2 separate regions of the Mus musculus genome follow, and region 2 is linked to region 1. The links are chromatin contacts, called in public HiChIP or PLAC-seq maps. All regions are on one chromosome and are shown on one strand. The core of a region is the stretch at or near the end of the contact, and the rest is flanking DNA. Distances in the headings are between cores, read along the strand shown.

Region 1 (6,394 bases), core at 3,072-5,571:
TGTTTTTTGTTTTTGTTTTTGTTTTGTAAAGCACTTGCCACCTACCCTGACAACCTGAATTCAGTTCACAGGGCCCATGTATGATGGAAGGAGAGAACAGATGCTTGTAAAATGTCCTGGCAGAGCTGGGCAGTGGTAGCACACACCTTTGATCCCAGCACTGGGGAGGCAGAGACAGGTGGATCTATGAATTCAAGGCCTGTGGTCTATAGAGTTCTAAGACAGGCAGAGCTGCTACCCAGAGAAACTCTACCACAAAAAAATTGAATGAATGAATGAATGAATGAATGAATGACTGTCCTCTCACTTCCACATGCCACACATAAAAATAGATACAAGATGATGGCAACTGTCCATCTGTCCATGCACCATGAATATGCTTTCCATCCATGGCCAATCAAAAGTAACTTTTTAAAAAAGATTTATTTATTTAATGTATGTGAGTGCACTGTAGCTCTCTTCACACACACCAGAAGAGGGCATCAGATCCCATTACAGATGGTTGTGAGCCACCATGTGGTTGCTGGGACCACTGGAAGAGCAATCGATGCTCTTAACCACTGAACCCTCTCTCCACTCCCAAAAGTAATTGTTTTATGTGAATTTTTATTGTAAGGGTGCATAAAAGGGTGGGGGGTTTTGTTTGCTTAGTTGTTTGGTTTTTTAAAGAAGTATCTCCAAGCCCTGATTTCTCAGTCATCCTTCTGCCATGACCACTCTTCTGCAGGATTCATAGGTGTGAACCACCATACCCAGTTCAAAGGTCAACTTTAAAGCAAACTATTTCTTGTGGGGTGCTAAACTGAACACAAAAAATAAAAGATGTTCATTCTCTGCCTTCTTTTACAAGTTAAAAAAAAAAAAAAAAGACCCACATAAAAGTTTCTGAAGGTCCCATAATCTCTTAGGCACTGAACCAACAGTTCTTAAGCTCTTTCACAGGATTCACCAGAGACCACCAGAAAACATATTTACATCATGATTCACAGCAGTAGCAAAGCTAGTTATGAAGTAGCAACAAAAATAATTTTGTGCCGGGTAGTGGTGGCACATGCCTTTAATCCCAGCACTTGGGAGGCAGAGGCAGGTGGATTTCAAGGCCAGCATGGTCTACAGAGTTAGTTCCAGGACAGCCGGGGCTATACAGAGAAACCCTGTCTCAAAAAACCAAAAATAATTTTATGGCTGGGGGGTGGGTCACCAGGACTGAGGAATTATATTTAAAGGGTCACTGCATTAGGAAGGCTGAGAAATGTTGTTATCACAGTGAAGGGTCACCACTATCCTGAGAGGCATGCACATCATAAACTATTCCCTGTTGTTCAAATGAGGAGGGTGGGACTCAGCTAACAAGAGACAGCGATACAGCACGTGCAGACTGACCCCAAAAATCTATGCATCTCTTCCCACTTGGGCACTCAAGATTGAGAGGGGGTGTGGCTGGAATAAGGGGAAAGAATGGAAAAAATACTGTTCAGGAGGGTGTCCAAAAGGACAAATCCCAAAACTTAAAACCATAAACCTAGCAGGGCAGTGGTGGTGCACGCCTTTAATCCCCGTACTTGGGAGGCAGAGGCAGGCGGACTTCTGAGTTCGAAGCCAGCGTGGTCTACAGGACAGCCAGGGTTACAGAGAAACCCTGTCTCAAAAAAACAGAAAAAAACAAAAACAAAAAAACCCATAAATCTAAAACGGGGGTGGGTTGGAGTTGGGGGGAAAATGAAGGGGAAACTGCAGTAGGTACATAATGTATGTATAAAGAAAAGAAAGAATGAAACTGGAACTAAGGAACAACAAACACACAGAGGTGGAGGTGGGGAGGGGTTAAAACCAGGTATAGGGAAGGCAGAGGTAGGAGAATCAGGAGTTTAGGACCAGCCTTGATTCCGTTCCAAGCTAAGTTCCAGGCTACACTAAGACTATGCCCTCACTTTCCCCTCTCCCCAATACAAACCTAGGACTTAGAGGTTAAACAAGATAGGAAATGCCACATGGAAGGAAGAGAGGGTAAAACATACTTTATTACTAGTTACTGCTAGTGTCCCTCAAATACTTAAACACCAGCATCTGAGCCAAAAGAAGGCTAAAAATAGGCATTTGCAGCAAGCTTTGGAAAGCTTAGCTTGCTTATGAGACACTCATTTCTGTACACTCCCAAAAACACATGCATCACAGAACATAAAAATCCCAAGACCACACAACCACTCCACTGGTGGCACATTCATTTAAAGATGTCCTGGCTGAAGATAAAATCAGAGCTGAAAAGGGACCTACCGATCCCTTTGGCTGAGGCAATAAGGCCACCACCACCTAGCCTTGCCAGACAGACAACCCAATCACAGAATTCACTTTAAAAAGCACCAAGGTCTTAACAAGCTTAAATTCAGAAGCTATTGGATTAGTTCTGGTAAGTCTGTCAAAAAACTACTCCAAAGATTCTATCAAAACCAACTGGTAAGATTACAAAAGAAACAAAACAAACAAACCAAAACAAAAAACAACCAAAAAACCCCACTGGAACAGAACAGATATAGTATACCTAAAATGTGTGCTTTGGTCACTTAAATTGAGTTTGGCTTTATCCTGAGGAAAAGTTGAGATGCCAGCCAAACTGTCTTCTTCCCACGATCAATAGCTCCAATGACGCAAGCTATCAAGGGCCCATGGCTTTACACAAAATGCCAGCTCAGGCACCCAATCCTGCCTGATTGTCACAGCTGATTTAAAACCCACAAGGCAGGTTCACCAGTAGCTAAGTGCGGCGAACTGAGCGAACAGCCTCATTTAAACTTCTGAGGAGCGCGGCTCGAGAGGATGATTATACCTCTGAATTTAAAGAGGGGCAGGACCAAAGAGCGTCTTAAAGTTGATTCCTCCACTCTGTGGGTGGAAAACGAGGATATGAAAGAAAATGGAGGTTTCAGTACTGCCCCTTGCATAAGAGGATTCGGGAAGGGAAGGAGAAGAAGAGGGAAACTCTGGTACTACAACACCCCCAACCCCATGTGCCCTCTTCCTTATGAAGCAACCCTAAGAGAAATCGAAAGGGCAACCAACGTGCTGGTTTCCCCCAGGGCTAGGCCTACACTTTCCAGCACTCTGGAACCTGAAAGCGGCTAGCTCCGACTTCCTCGGTGCCCAGCTTAGGTTAGGCAACCACACCTAAGCTCCATAGCAAGTTTTTGGTTTTGGTTTTTTTTTTTTTTTTCATTTTTTAAAGTTAAAAGTACCAGGACTCCGACGATCAAACTCAAGGGCCATGCTCACTATCAAACACCCAGGAGTACCCAAGCGGAGGCTGTGCCCGAGTGGTGCGCCACTAGATGCCCACGCCGATCGCGCCCGGCTAGGATTCCCGAGCCACCTCCCACCCGGACTCAGCGGGGGAGGGGAGCCCCGCGCGCAGCTCCGGCCGGCGAGCGCTGCGAACAGTCCTGGCACGGCGCATGGCGCCCAACTGTCACCCGCCCGCCCCGCACCGGCGCGGCCACTCCCTCGCCGCCACACACGCCCCTCGCGTCGCCGCGGGCCGCAACCGGCTCCCGGGCACGCAGGGGCCCGCGCTCCCCACGCTTCACCCGGCTCCCCGAAGCGCAAAGTTGCAAAGTTCAAAGCCAGGCCCAGCTCGGAGCCATGACACATGTTCTCTGAACACGCACTCTCGAGGCGCCGAGACGCATAGGGAGCACAGGGCACACGAGCGGCCCCGCCCGGCCCAGTCCGCCAAGCTAGGCCCGAGGCATGCCGTTGCCACCAACCGCTGCGGCCCCGGTAGCCCCGCTCCGAGGGAAACGCCCGCGTCACTGCGCGGGCCAGTGCCGCGCCGCGCAGACCCACCTGGAGGCGGCTGTCCGTTCACCGCGGCCGGCGGCGGCGCGTGCTTCGTCCACGGGTTCACCTTGGGCGGCGGTGCCTCCACGAAGTCACGCCGGCCGCCGTCCTCGCCGTCGCTCCCCGCTGGGGCTTCCGCAGCTGCGGGTGGCCGCGGGCTCTCGCGCTCCGCGCCGTCGCGGCCAGGCCTGGCGCAGGCGGGCCGCGGCCTGCGGACGCCGCCGTCGGGCTCTCCGCCGCCGTCACCCGGGCCCGACTCGGCCTGGGCGTCGGGCGCCGGCTTCTTCCTCGCCAGGCCGTGCTCCTCGGCCTGCAGCAGCGGGGCGCCCGCCGGCAGCAGCGGCTCCACTTGAGTGGCCATCTGCGCGGAGGGGCCGGGCGCGCCGCGGGCCCCGCTCGAGGCCGCTGGCGGGGCGCCGGAGCCCGGGCCGCGCGGACGCGGAGCGGCGCGGACGGGCTGACGCTGAGTGGCGCGCCGGGCAGAAGGCTCCGGCGCGCCTAGCCGGCCTGGCGGACCTCGGTCCGCCGCCTGCGTCCCCCCGCCCCCGGCCCGGGGCGGCTCGGGGGGCTGCAGTGGTGCGGACGGCCAGGGGGGGAGCGGCGCGGAGAGCCGAGCCAGACCACGCGATCCGCGGCGGGCGGCGGGCGGGCGCGCGCCTCGCGACGCGGCGCGCGAGGGGCGGGGACGGCGCGGCGACGGGCGCGCGCGCGCAGGGCGGAAGGTCCCGCCCCGGCCCCGCCCCCTGGAGACCATTCCTGTGGCGCGGCAAGTGGACGGGGGCGAGCACGTGCCTGATGCAACTTCGGAGGGCGGGGGTGGGGGAGGAGCCTTAAAGGGCCAGCGCCCCAGAACGGTCGCAGGTGGAGCACATGGGACCTGGCCACGCGGCCGGCCCGGCCTGCTAACGCTGGTGACAAGTGTTTCTCGGGGCTCCGCGTTGGGGTCTTTTACTATGTCAGCCCAGACTTGGCTAGTGATGCAGAGGGGTTCTTTGGCCGCCCCCTGTGCGTGGCTTCTGGCCCCACTCCGATGACCTTGGCCCAGCTGCAGCCTGGCCAGAGCACTGGTAATGGGTCCAAGGGAGTTCTTTCCCCACAGGGGCAGCGAGCGCCTCGGAAAGAGAACAGAATTCCCAGTAGTACCCACGCTATGCAGGCCCTCGAAACCCAGTGTTTTATAGGCAGGAAATGGCTTTTCTTTCAAGTCGCTTGTGTTTTTTCTATAGAATTGTTTAGGGTAGAGTTGAACTGACACTTAATTGAGGGACTCAGAAAGCTCTGAGATTTGTATCTTAACCCTGACCCCATTGCAGTTAGTTAGGGGTTATCAGCAGTAGTCAGGTCCACTTCCTGGGTCTCGATTTCTCTATTGTAAAATGAAGGAACCATTTATGCCAGGTGGTTTCAAATTTCTCTGTCATTTGGTTCAATAAATGTTTACTGACTTTATGCTCTGGGGGCCTGCAAAGTTCTTAGAAAGGTCTGCCAATAAACCAGGCTAACAAGCACCTGTCCTCCCGGAATTTACACTGTAAGGTGGGGGAAGGCACAGTAAACAGGAGAAACAAATACTTCATTACAGCGCAGTAGTCACTGTGCTGTAATGAAGTAGACAAGATTGGCTTTTTGTTTGTTTTGGGTTGTTTTTTCCGTTTGGTTTGTTTGGGTATTTTTTTGTTTTTCAAGCAGAGTTTTTGGTTGGTTGGTTGGTTGATTGGTTGGTTGGTTGGTTGGTTTGGTTTGGTTTGGTTTCTGTCTAGTTCTGGGCTCTGATTATCCTAGAACTCTCTCTTTCTGTAGACCAGGCAACCAGGCTTACTTCGGACACACAGAGACCCACCTGTCTCTGCCTCCCTAGTGCTGGGATTAGAGGGTTACAACATCATGAATTTAACTGAGATTGGCTTCTTTAATTGCTGAGAGAAGGTTTCCTTGAACTCAGATCCCAAAATACTGGAAATAAGAGACGTGTCAGGAACTGACTGGATCTAGAAATCTGAGAACCGAACAGCCTGGAAGGTTGGCGAACTCTCCAAAAGAAGGATTAGAAAACAGGTGGTCTCCTGGGTGGGGGGCATGGCTTCCTGAAAAGACTCTTAGAGACCAGACACTGGTATTGTGGACACCGGGAATACTGGGGAAAGTGTTCATAGCAATCTGGTGTTCAATTCCATCTCCAGTCTTTGCCTGCAAGCCTGGGACAGCTCTCTAGCCTTCCCTGATAGCCCCTCTCTTAGAGGAAAATTAATGCCTAAGTAGTCAATGAGAGCCAAAGTGCCCCCATTATAAGGCACAACACACTAAAGCCAGCGCTTGCTCGGAGAAGCACGGAGGAATATACGGTTTGAAGGAGATAGAGAATTTAAGCAGTATTTTTGTTATTGTTGTTGTTTTCTGAAACAGGGTTTCTCTGGGGAGCCTTTGCTGTCCTGAAACTCCTCACTCTGGCCTGGAACTCACAGAGATCTGCCTGCTTCTGCCTCAAGAGTGCTGGGGTTAAAGGCAGATCCCCTCCCCCAGCTTAAAACTGTGGCATGTCTACCCTTTAATCAAAGAGCACAGC
Region 2 (5,572 bases), core at 2,861-5,360, 140 kb before region 1:
GCAAAGTCCTGGCTCTTGGGAATGAAGATGGGTGAGTGCATCCTTTAGAAAAAGCTGTTTGATTGCAGCATTCCCTGACTGGCCAAGGCTTTCTGCAGTACCCAGTTGTAGCCCTGTTGGTAGGATTCATTGTGGATATCCTCAGCTGATCTGGACTCTGCATTTTTGGGAAGACAGAATTGTTCGAATCTTTACAGCTCAATGGCAGTGTTTCCCTACCCTGCTGGCTACTGGAGCCTGGCTGTGTATTGTTCGTTTGTTACTATAGTTGTAGTCCTTCAGACATTAGTTCATAATTCCCTCACCCATACCTCTGCCAGGGATAGAGTGTCCCATGCTTTCTATCTGACCTTCCTGGGCTGGGAGAAGGGGCGGGACATTAGCACAAATTATAACTTGATGAGCCATCGTTCTCGTCCTGCTGTGTCTCGTTCCAGATCAATAGAAATATTCCAAGTCCCCAACTTGAGGCTGCTGTGCACCATCCAGCAGCACCACAAGCTTGTGAACGCCATAGTCTGGCACCATGAGCATGGCAGCCGTCCAGAGCTGAGCTGTCTCCTTGCTTCTGGCTCCAACAATGCAGTCATCTACGTGCACAACCTGAAAGCAGTCCTAGGTAACACTGACTTCTGGGCTGGGATGATGCAGGAGTTTTGAGCCGGGCTCATGTTGCCCAGGCTGGCCTCCTGTAGCCTTGAGCACTATCCTCCTGCCTGTGCCTTCTGAGTGCTGGCTTGCATCTTGTACTTCATGTCCAACTATAATCTGCAGTCCTGTGCCCAGGGAAAGAACCTTTAAATGTAGGTATAGAGACTTCACAGATCAGTTGGGTTTTCTTGTTCTTTGTTGTTATTAAATTTTATTTATTTAATTTATGTATATGAGTGCTCTGCTGTATGTATACCTGCATGCTAGAAGAAAGCATCAATCCCTTTATAGATGGTCATAAGCTGTCCTGAGGGTGCTGGAAATTGAACTCAGGACCTCAGGAAGAGCAGCCTTTACTCCTAACCACTGTACCATCTCTCCAGTTCCCTCACCCCGTTCCCTTTTTTAAGATGAGGTAATCTGTCACCATATCAGCAGAGCAGACCATATTACCAAGAAATGTCAGATTTTTTCAGGTAAAGGAATTGGTGGTAACTGGAAACAAGAACAGTTGTTTGGTTGTTTTATCTAGTATTTTCTCACGAGTGGCTCCAGATAATCTCTTACTATCTAAAGTCCTGTGTGAATGTAATTATGTACAGGACAGGTTGCTTTAGAGTCGGTGCCTTTGTGTAGCACATTTCCTATGGTGGCCTGCATGTCAGATGTCAGTGAGCTGCATTCATCTTTAACAGTTGTTTAATTTTGAGCTTATAATGCAGTTATGTCATTTCCTCCTCCTTCCCTCTCCAAACCCTTCTGTGTACAGACCTTGCTCTCTTTCAAATCTTGGGCTCTTTTTTTTTTAATCATTGTTGCACACACATATTCCTAAATGTGTAAGTGTTACCTGCCCAGTCTGTATAGTGTTGCTTTTACGTTTATGTGTTCAGGGCTGATGACTTGATGTTGGATTACCAGTTGATGTGTTCTTTCCTGGGGAAGGCTGTGTCTCCCTCTCAGTATTTCTAAGTTGCATGTAGTTCTTTGTCTGTGTAGGCATCATGAGCCTTCTCCCTTCTACATTAGTGGTGTCGTCTTTGTTCAGGTCATGGTTGGGCAGCCATATTGATGAGACCTCATGGTCTTTTAAAGGAGACACAATCTGGCAGCAAATTCCCTGATCCTGTGGCTCTTATAATCTAGTGAGTTGAGAATTCTTGGTCATTGAGAAAGACTAAAGCCTTGCCTCCTGTCATGTTCTATCTTCCTATGCACCCTTCCTGTGACTGTTGTTGTGACTTCTCCCCCTTTCCCTTCAGAAAGCAATCCTGAGTCTCCAATAACCATCACAGAGCCCTACCGCACCCTCTCGGGGCACACAGCCAAGATTACCAGTCTGGCATGGAGCCCACATCATGACGGAAGGCTGGTATCTGCTTGCTACGATGGCACAGCTCAGGTACTGTGTGTCCTTGATTCAGGATCCTTCACTGTGTAGTCTGATTTAATGTCCTCTTCCCTGTTTGGGATTCTTTTCATTCCCCTTCTGTTGTCTGTAGAAAGGAGGAGCCAGAAGACCTTGTAGTTCCGTCATACATTTGGCCTTACAGTCAGTGTGCTGCCTTCTGATTACTCTCTGTAGACACTGTAGCCCAAAAGTCTCTTTCAGCCAAACCAACATGAAGATGTCAGTTAACTATAGGCACTTTTTTTGTTTGGGCCTTTGCTTCAGGGTCTTGCTGTGTAAGGTAGGCTGTGCTAAGACTCTTGGTATTTTGTATTGGTTTGGTTTTTTAAAATTACATTTATTTTATAGGTATGTACATGCATGAGGGGGGGTGTGGAGATGAAGACAAAGACGGAGACAGAGATAGAAACAGTACGAGTCTGTGTGCATGCTGGAGGTGGGGAGGGGCCAGGAAAACTTGTAGGTGTTGGTGTTCTCCTCTCATCATGTAGGTCCAGGGGATTGAACGCAAGTCATCGGACTTTTGCAGCAAGTGTCTTTTCCACTGAACTGTCTCATGATCCTATGCTCAAAGCTTTAAGCCTCTTGCTTCAACTATCCATGCTGGGGTTGTAGGTGTGGGCCACGGCGCCAGCTCCCCAGGACAAATACTAACACAATTCTGGTTTGAGATAATGTGGTCCACAGAGCAGCAGTGGATCATTTCCATAGGAATGCCTCTCACACATGCTCCTCCCCTGGGAGCTGGTGTTGTCACATGAATGCCTTAGCCCATCTTGAGTGTATTTGTAACTGAGCAAATAATGACACAGAACAATAGAATAACCAGCAATTGTCCATTCTGTCCACTGCTGTGGTTTTAGGTGTGGGATGCCCTCCGGGAAGAACCTTTGTTCAATTTCCGAGGACATCGAGGCCGGCTGCTATGTGTCGCGTGGTCCCCAGTGGATCCAGAATGCATCTACTCAGGTGCAGATGACTTCTGTGTCTACAGGTGGCTGACTTCCATGCAGGACCATTCCCGGCCTCCTCAAGGTTGGTTTAGAAGAAGTTGGAGAGCCTACACACTGTTGTTTCTGATTTTCTTTTCCTCTGCTTTAGTAATTGTTCTGAACCCACCTAGCATCTGTAGGATGGGTCAGTAACCTACAGGGCCAAGGATAGCACTGCCAAATTGTAACAAGTATGGCTGAACTCTTACCAGGGTTGTCAGGCAACCCTGGGAAATGAAAGAACCTACAACATCTTATGCCAGAAAGAAAAGATGTACTCAGAGAACTGAGTCACATCAAAGTATGGGGATCAACTTAAAAGGGACCTTGCTAAACAAACAGACAGTTGAATTGAGGGGGGAGCAGCAAGATGTCTGACAATGGATGGGGGTTACTCAGGATTCTAAAGGAACAAAACTGATAGAATGAAACACACAGACAGGATTTATTAGAGTGTTTTACAAGCTGTGGTCTGGATAGTCTGATAACAGTTGACTCCTGATGGAAAGGCCAAAGATGTAGTAGCTATTCAGTGCACAAGACTGCTCAGCAGTTGCAATCTAGTGCTAGAGTCTGGGAAGACTCCCAGAAAGCTGCTGGTCTTCAGTCTGTGTTGGATCCTAAAGAAGTAGGTTCTGATGCTGACGAGAGTGAGGACAAGTGGTCAAAAGCAAAGGTTTTCCATGGCCTTTTATATAGGCCCGGAGGTGTGGCCCAGGTGTGGATGGTTCTTCTGATTTCAGATCCAATCCAGAAAATCTCTCACAAAGCTCAGCATAGTGCCATGTGCCTTTAATCTCAGCACCTGGGAGGCAGAAGCAAGAGGATCTTTCCTCTTCAAGGCCAGCCTGCTCTACATTGCAAACTCCAGGACAGTCCTCTCTCAAAAAATTAAAAGAAGATAAGAGAAAATTGCTCACAGATGTGGCCCTACTTGTTGGATTTTAGTTGATTGCATATGTGGTCAGGTTGGTTATCATGGGGTAAAGGGACTTAATTGCCAAGCAGGCCTGTCAGCCTGAGCTCAGCCTCTAGGACCCATATAAAGATGGAAAGAGGAACTGACTCCAGGGTCGGCCTCTGACTTTCATAGGCATGTTGTGGCCTGCCTGGTGATCACGAGTGCTCAGACTCACACTAATTAATATGTATGTATTAATAACACACGCGTATGTATTAGTTTCTTGTGAGTTCTCTCTATATGATGGATGGATGGATGGATGGATGGGGGTAGGTGGGTGGGTAGGTAGATAGATAGATGATAACACCAATGGTGTCTATGTGATGGTACCACGTGTTTCCTTGGGATTACTTATAGGAACAGAAGTGACTCAATGACAGCTGAATTTCCAAAGTCCACCCCAACGTGGGCAACAGCTTACAAAAGATGGGAACCTGGAGCACACTGCACACACAGCCTGTAGTCATCTCAACAGATTGGAAAGTGGCCTTGCCAAATGACTATTCTAACCCTCCTCCAGATGGCGAAGCTAGCTTCTGCTTTTTCTAAGCAGTGGTCTAAATCCCGAAGTCTTGGCAGCCTGGCTTGTCTGAGTCTTTGCAACACAGCTTCTCTTCCTCTGAGGGGGACTCTCAGCTTTTACTGCTTTCTCTGGTAGTGAGGTACCTCGTGAATCCTGCCAGTTTCAGGGACTTCTGAAGCTTTTTTGAGTTATTTGCATTCCTGCTTAAAGAGCATTCCTGCAGAATGGAGCGTTTGAATCTCAGAGGAAACTGTTACACAGCATTTTGGGTATAAAAGTGTACTTGCTGCTAAGCCTGACAACTTGAATTTGAACCCCAGGACCCACATAGTATGAGAGAAGGAAAGAGATAAGTCCCATAAGCTGTCCTCTGATGGATCTCTCTCTCTCTCTCTCTCTCTCTCTCTCTCTCTCTCTCTCCCCCCTCTCTGTCAGACACACAATCATGTAAATATAATGTTTCTAATTTACATGTCAATTTCACAAATTTACAAAACTAAGTGTAAATTTTATGAATATAATTTTTTTAATTTAAAGAAAATAAACTAACTGATGTTTGACACATCTCCCTACCATAAACAACTAAAAACAGGAGATGAAGAAATATATCTCAAATGATAACATTTCCCATCCTCTTAGAGTCTGGTAAAAGAATACTCAGATTAAGCCGGGCGTGGTGGTACACGCCTTTAATCCCAGCACTCGGGAGGCAGAGGCAGGCGGATTTCTGAGTTCGAGGCCAGCCTGGTCTACAGAGTGAGTTCCAGGACAGCCAGGGCTACACAGAGAAACCCTGTCTCGAAAAAACAAAAAAAAAAGAATACTCAGATTAGCTTTGTCTGTGGTCAGAACCTGGACACAGCTCAAATGCTAATGAACATATGAGCATAAGTAGCCATAAGAAAGACGTTGTAGGCTGGAGGGACAGCTGAGTACAGAGCATGTCATGTGTCCAAGGCCTGGGTCAGCACTCCCAGAACAGACAATGAACAGCTACTGATCAAGCATCAGATTGATGGGTTTCTGACAAGCCA

The links. HiChIP or PLAC-seq counts read pairs in DNA pulled down with a chosen protein or histone mark.
Region 2: a contact with region 1 is called in an H3K4me3 HiChIP or PLAC-seq map of bone marrow-derived macrophages, with 3 times the contacts expected there. The contact joins the enhancer-like site here to the promoter of Larp1 in region 1. A contact is called at or near these places in 2 of 484 Hi-C or Micro-C datasets (CD4 T cells and nephron progenitors), 2 of 115 datasets of contacts at active chromatin or transcription factors (bone marrow-derived macrophages and embryonic stem cells) and 2 of 9 other capture datasets (adipose tissue and liver).

The regions. Positions count from the first base shown.
Region 1 is chr11:58,006,991-58,013,384 of GRCm38.p6, reverse strand. Larp1 (La ribonucleoprotein domain family, member 1) reads right to left here and starts at 4,321. Exons shown (of 19, transcript NM_028451.1): 1 at 3,838-4,321. The coding sequence starts at 4,192.
Region 2 is chr11:58,142,874-58,148,445 of GRCm38.p6, reverse strand. It overlaps Gemin5 (gem nuclear organelle associated protein 5), which reads left to right. Exons shown (of 28, transcript NM_172558.3): 12 at 1-31; 13 at 438-619; 14 at 1,914-2,053; 15 at 2,926-3,097. Among named protein-coding and RNA genes, the nearest start is that of Gm33350, 15 kb to the right of the region's middle. Within about 2 kb of position 4,110, at least 13 of the 459 cell types and tissues checked have an H3K27ac peak or open chromatin away from gene starts, as enhancers often do. A contact at or near this core is called in bone marrow-derived macrophages, where this site is marked.